Regions from separate parts of the Pan troglodytes genome. Here region 1 is linked to region 2. A link is a contact called in public HiChIP or PLAC-seq data. All regions are on one chromosome and are shown on one strand. Each heading gives the region's core, a stretch centred on a gene start, on an enhancer-like site or on the middle of the called end of the contact. The rest is flanking DNA. Distances are from core to core; before and after follow the strand shown.

Region 1 (3,399 bases), core at 111-2,610, 660 kb before region 2:
CGGAGACCTAATGCCAGGGCCCCAAAGGCCAACAGTCCCAGAAAGAGCACTTTGCCACAGTGTCTCTGGATCCCGCATCCCAGAGAGAAGAGCAGGCCCTGGAAGTAAGCACGAAGCCAGAGTGGAGCCTTCAGGCTCCCAGCTAGGATCTGGGATGGAAAGAGAAGGGTCAGCCAGGCATCACTGCAACAATGCATGAAATCCTTCCCTTCTCACCCTGTATATCTGCTGCCCAGCCCTCGCTTCTTGATTTCTGGATGTGGGACAGGGAGCACCAACACAGACACAGGCCCAGACTTGGAAGATGTAACACCCACCACCCCCAGCACACACCTGAGGAAGGCATAGGCCTATTTTCCTTTCTTTTCTTTTTGTTTTCTCTTTTTTTTTTTTTTTTTTTTTTTTTGAGACGCAATCTCGCTCTGTTGCCCTTGCTGGAGTGCAGTGGTGTGATCTCGGCTGACTGCAACCTCCGCCTCCCAGGTTCAAGAGATTCTCCTGCCTCAGCCTCCCGAGTAGTTGGGACTACAGGCGCCCACCACCACGCCCTGCTAATTTTTTATTTTTAGTAGAGACAGAGTTTCCCCATGTTGGCCTGGCTGGTCTCGAACTCCTGACCTCAGGTAATCTGCCTGCCTCAGCCTCCCAGTGTTGGGATTACAGGCGTGAGTCACCGCGCCCGGCCGGCATAGGCCCATTTTCTGAGAGCAGGATACATATGTACACACACCTGTCGTCGGGTGGACACAGAGGTGAACCCACAGACATTCATTCTCACTGGCCAGACGATGAGGAGACACAGGCACAGACACACCGACACACACGCACAACTTGCTTGCGGTGCTAGCTCTCACTTGCCTTCAGACATCTAATGACACTCGGCACTTCAAGACATCACAAACCTTGCAGAGGCCCGAGTGACAGACCTGGCTCCGCTCTTCCTTCTTCCAGCTCCCCCTCTACTCACCTGGGGTGCTGCGGTTCGAGCTGGGGGTGTGTAACTCGGGGGCAGCTCTCTGAGGGGCGGCGATCGAGTCATGCTGGCGGGGATGGGGGGCGCGGGCGCCCCCAACCCGCGTTATCTGGGCGCTCCCATAGGCTAGCCCGGTCTCCCGGTACCGCTGGGCCCCGCTTAGGGATTCAGTGGGGCCGCCAAGGCACGGGCGTGGGAGAGACTGTGGGGTGTGGGTGTTAAAGCGGCTGGGAGGGAGGAGAGCAGGGAGCTGCGGGTCCGGGGCGCGGCGCCGGGATTCACCCGCTCCGTGGGCCGTGGGCCGCGGCGGCTGGAGGAGGAATGGGTCCCGCGCGCAGGCGGAATTGCTGGCCCGAGACGCACAGCAGGGCTCGAGGTGGCGACTGCAGTCCCCGGGAGGCGGCTGGAGCTCCAGAAAAGGGAGCTGGCCGGGGCGACGCCCTCCCATTGGCTGAGGGGCCCGCAAATTACCCTAGCCGCGCGGCCCGGCCCGCTGCTAGGTAACGGCGCCGCAGGGGGCGGGGCGGGAGACCACCCAGGCTGGGCCACCCCGCGCCTCCCTCCCGCCCTCGGGGCCCCAGGGAGGAGGAGGGAGGGGGATCCCGGAAAGGCGCAGCGCCGGCCAAGTGTAAGTCCAGAGGCTTACGCTGAGAAAGGGCATTTGCGGGCTCTGTTAGGGATACACTTTTTTTTTTTTTTTTTTTTTTTTAAGACGGGGTCTCACTCTGTCACCCAGGCTGGAGTGCAGTGGCTCCATCTCGGCTTGCAGGCTCCGCCTTCCAGGCTCAAGCCATCCTCCCACCTCAGCCTCCCGAGTAGCTGGGATCACAGGCATGCACCCCCACGCCCGGCTTTTTGTATTTTTGGTAGAAAACGGGTTTCGCCATGTTGCCCCGGTTGGTCTCAGACTCCCGAGCTCAGGATATCCGCCCGCCTCAGCCTCCCAAAGTGTTGGGATGACAAGCGTGAGCCACCGCGCCCGGCCTAGGGCCACAATTTCTTTTTCTTTTCTTTTCTTTTTTTTTTTTTTCAGGCTTAATTCACTTTATTTTTCTTGTATAAAAACCCTATGTTGTAGCCACAGCTGGAGCCTGGATCCTCTGCGCGGAGACTCTGGTGTGGGTCTTGACGAGGTGGTCAGTGAATTCCTGATAGGGAGACTTGGTGAATACAGTCTCCTTCCAGAGGTCGGGGGTCAGGTAGCAGTAGGTCTTAGAGATGGCATCAAAGTGGGTAGGGCCACACTTTCTTTCCGACCCAATCAAAGCCCGAGATTTCTTCTGTTCACTCTTCCCGGCTTCCATTCTTGCCCTCTTCAGTCCACTCTCTCCACTGAGACCAGAGTCATTTCTCTAACATGCAAATCTGATAGCTCCAAAGCACAAGGCCCACTTGGAGCACAGGGCCCTGTGTGATCTAGCTAAAGCCTTCTCTCCCATAGTTCCCTCACATCAGTGTTCCCTCGTTCCTGCCTTTGTACATGTTTTGGTCCTTTTGTCTTGGCAGATAATCTTCAAAAACTGAACTTGAATCACCCCCAAAACCCACTTTTTTTTTTTTTTTTGAGGCAGGATCTCCCTCTGTTGCCCAGGTTGGAGTGCAGTGGTGCGTTCACAGCACACTGCAGCCTTGAGCTCCCAGTCTGAAGGGATCCTCCCACCTCAACCTCCCAAATGGCTGGGACTACAGGTGTGCACCACCACACCCAGCTAATTTTTGTAATTTTGTATAGACAGGGTTTCGCCATGTTGCCCAGGTTGGTCTCAAACTCCTGGGCTCAGGTCATCTGCCCACCTGGGCCTTCCAAAGTGCTGGAATTATAGGCGTGAGCCACTGTACCCAGCCTACCCCCTCTTTGAAACCTTCCTTGATTCATGTCTCTCTCCTGGCAGATAATTGCTTCTTTGTGCTCTGCATAACAACTCAATTTATATATGTATAATTGCATTTATGACACAAAAACTTATGTACTTGAAAGTCTGCCTTCTTCACCAGACAATAAATAGGTGCTTAATAATTGTTGAGTGAGTCACTAAGAGTTGCAGAATTCAGGGTGTAAAGGATTGGAAATAGGGAAGAATAGAGGCAATAGTCCCTCTATTAAACTTTCAACTATCTTATCTGAGTGTGCTGTTTCTATTGGGTTCCTGATTGATAAACCTCAAGTGGCAGAGTAGGGTAAAATCAATATTCCAATATGTAAAGTTTGGGAAAGAGAAAATGAATCTACAATAAGCTAATTTTTCTAACACAACTACTATTATCTCTGGCAAATTTCTTGGTCAGTTCTTCCAGACTTAAAAAAAAATCATTCCATCATAAATATTTCATGTTACTACGTAGTTTTTGTAATCAATCATTTGGAGAATATCCTTAGGACAGATTCCCAGAAGTGGGTTGTTTGGGTCAAAGAGTATGAACATTTT
Region 2 (3,156 bases), core at 371-2,870:
AGAAGGCAAGGTCTTGCCTATCCCTTACTCAGTCTGCAGCTCCTGAGGAAGGCCATTGGTAGTACTGCATTCTCCTGGTCCTGTTTGCATCTGGGCTTGGGCTGGGGCTTGGGCTTGCTCCCACACCTGGCTCTGAAGGCCCTGCAGTTCCCTTCTCAGCTCCTCCAGGCGTTGCTCCAGGAGAAAAGCACTCCCCTTTGGGGCCCCCTGCAGCAACCTTAGTGATGCTGTAGTGGGACAAGTTAGGGATCATCCTCTCTAAGAGTTTCACAAGACCCTAGATACTCTACTTGCAAAACAAGACACATGTGCACACACAACAGGTGTGTGGCAAAATTGTGTGCATACATATGAAGCTGTGTATATGAAGAAAATAACTGGCCAGATACCTTCCAGGACACTGATCTGGTACTTCTGCTGCTCTCGCTCTTCTAGCAGGCCCTGCACTGCCTGCCTTAGTGCCTGTCACCTCCCCAGGCAGAAAAAAACACATGAACTACTGTATAACAGTTTTTCCCGACCCCTAGTATCCTCATCTCACACAAACATCACATATACACACCAAGGATTCCAAGCCTCACCTGAGCCTGAGATTGAAATTGGGATCAGAGAATAGCAACCTCATCCCAGAGAGAGGATGGGCTCTAGGACTCAGGGCAGCTCAGCCTTTGTGGAACTATGGGAGTCTCTAAAGCCCAAGGCTGTTGAGCTTGGACTCCTAACTGCAGAGGCAAGTGATGAGAGGAAATCCAGGTCCCAGCCAGGTCCCCGGCTGAGGAAATAACGAAGGGTTAAGTGCAGGGTCTGTGTGGGGAAACAGAGTTCAGGAAAGGACAGAGTTGGAATTTGGAAGGAATAATGGATGATACGGGCACTGGAGGAAGGCACAGAAAGAGAAAGGGCTTGGAAGTAGAAAGAGACATTACTTACCTGCGGTGGAGACCCCAAGAGGATACAGCCACTGCTACAGAAGAAACAGATGCACAGGCCAATGAGCTCTGTGGAGACCCCAAGAGGATACAGCCACTGCTACAAAAGAAACAGATGCACAGGCCAATGAACTCTGAGAGTCCCTTAGCCTCCCCACGCAAACTGGGGACTTCCACCAACCCCTCACCTTATTCCGGACCACATTTCCATCAGTAGCGTTGAGAAGCACATCCAGCTGCTCCAACCAGCTGAGGCTCGTATTCATATCCTGTGGCAGGGGAGCGGCAGGGGTCTGGCTCCCTGGTGTCTTGTGCTTGCTCTCCCAGCGGGGGATACCCAAGGTATCCCCAGGAAAGGCCACCACGTTAGATGGAAAGAGGGAAGTGGGGATGCAACACTGGGGTAGGTGGATGCGCTATCAGACCAAAACTGCGATCCTGTGACTAGGGAAAGGAAGGACGCTCTTGGGGAACTGGGGGAAAAGCGGGATACCGTGATGATACGCAGATATCAGGTGGGGATTGAAGGTGCCAGAACCTGGTCGAGACCTCCCCAGAAGTAGTACACTGGCGCCGCCACGCCAAACCTGTGCCAGTGACAACTGCCGCCGCCGGGTTCAAAACTTCGGGTTGGTTTTGAAAGTCCGACTTTGGACTGGCTGCCGCAGCGCCACCTGGGAAACTGAGTTCGCCTCTTGCGAACACAACCGGCGATGGAGGCGGTGGAACTACCTTTCTCTAGAAGAGACACGTACATGCACACCCCCACCGTGTAGCTTGCCGGGAAACTGAGTCTTCCCGATTTCGTGTGGCTGTCTCCAAGGAGGAAACGAACTACGCATCCCAAGATGCATCGCGCATAGGCAATATGGTCCCGCTACTGGACCCATTTCCTACCTGGGAAATGGAGTCGAAGCTGACTCAAAACGTAACGGCCCAATTGTCCTTGAGACTTCATTCCCCAGCAAGCTCAGCGTGTAACGTGCGCTATGGAGCCGAAAGTCGCAGAGCTGAAGCAGAAGATCGAGGACACGCTATGTCCTTTTGGCTTCGAGGTTTACCCCTTCCAGGTTAGTTTATCCCTCCTGCTGTTCTAGGGCGAAATATATGATTGGCTTCGTTGCAACTGGCGTGAGGCCTCGGGAGCCTCTGATCCTCCTGGGTTCCTGCAGCCCAGTGTCCATGTGACAACAGGGACAGCGTTTCAGTGGGGGCTTGGGTTAAAAAGGTAGTGGTCGAGGCCGGGCATGGTGGCTCACGCCTGTAATCCCAGCACTTTGGGAGGCCGAGGCGGGCGGATCACCTGAGGTGAGGAGTTCGAGACCAGCCTGGCCAACATGGTGAAACCCCATCTCTACTAAAAATATAAAATTAGCCGGGCGTGGTGGTGCATGCCTGTAATCCCAGCTACTCGGGAGGCTGAGGCAGGACAATTGCTTGAACCCATGAGACGGAGGTTGCAGTGAGCCGAGATTGCGCCATTGCAGTCCAGCCTGAGCAACAAAGAGCGAAACTCCGTGTCAAAAAAAAAAAAAAAGTTGTCGCATGTTTAACCTTTTACCCCCATGTAATGCCGGATTCGTTAACGGGAGACACCATATGACCTGTAGCGTGTGTGGCTCAGATTGTCACCTATATAATTTACAAGAAGAAAGGGACCTGTGAGGCAAAGTCACCTTGGAACTTCCTAAAGGATTTAGGAGAGGGCAAAGCCTAGAAGGTTTGCATAGCTATCATTTAGGTCAGCTGAGGAAGGAAGGGCATTCCTGGTGATGAACTGGCAAACAATTGGCTGGTTTGTTCCCTCTACCAACAGAAGGATAATTCATGATATTTCCAGTCATCAGTGCTGGGCTGGGTAATGAAACTTTGTACACTTGCCTGGCACAGCAGTCTCAGCACCGCACCCCGACCCCCATTTACACAGTTACATTTCCCCACATCAGTGCCCTGTGCACTGAGCAGTTAAGTTATAAAGCTAAATCAGCTCAGCTTGAGCCCTTTGCCTGATGCTTAAGAGACTACCCACTTCCCATTCCTTCTGCTGAGTGGCTCACAGCAGTCCTGGGAGAGGATATAGAGGGAGAAGTAGGTTGGGTCTAGCTTGAGACTGGTCTTGCCAGAAAAAATGGAATTGAGCTATATATGAAAAGATAGATTGGAAGGAAGGAGGGTTATGTACATCCCAAATATCAGAAAAAGCTTGAGCAAAGGTGTGGAGATAGTG

Evidence for each region. HiChIP or PLAC-seq counts read pairs in DNA pulled down with a chosen protein or histone mark.
Region 1: a contact with region 2 is called in an H3K4me3 HiChIP or PLAC-seq map of stem cell-derived excitatory neurons, with 4 times the contacts expected there. The contact joins the promoter of PTCH2 here to the promoter of MMACHC in region 2. A contact is called at or near these places in 2 of 7 Hi-C or Micro-C datasets (induced pluripotent stem cells and stem cell-derived neural progenitor cells) and 1 of 1 datasets of contacts at active chromatin or transcription factors (stem cell-derived excitatory neurons).

What each region holds. Positions count from the first base shown.
Region 1 is chr1:186,121,207-186,124,605 of NHGRI_mPanTro3-v2.0_pri, reverse strand. PTCH2 (patched 2) reads right to left here and starts at 1,360. Exons shown (of 22, transcript XM_016961510.3): 1 at 968-1,360; 2 at 1-149. The coding sequence starts at 1,039.
Region 2 is chr1:185,464,852-185,468,007 of NHGRI_mPanTro3-v2.0_pri, reverse strand. It overlaps MMACHC (metabolism of cobalamin associated C), which reads left to right and starts at 1,620. Exons shown (of 4, transcript XM_024345381.3): 1 at 1,620-1,999. CCDC163 (CCDC163 homolog) reads right to left here and starts at 1,247. Exons shown (of 6, transcript XR_010154163.1): 1 at 1,118-1,247; 2 at 931-1,029.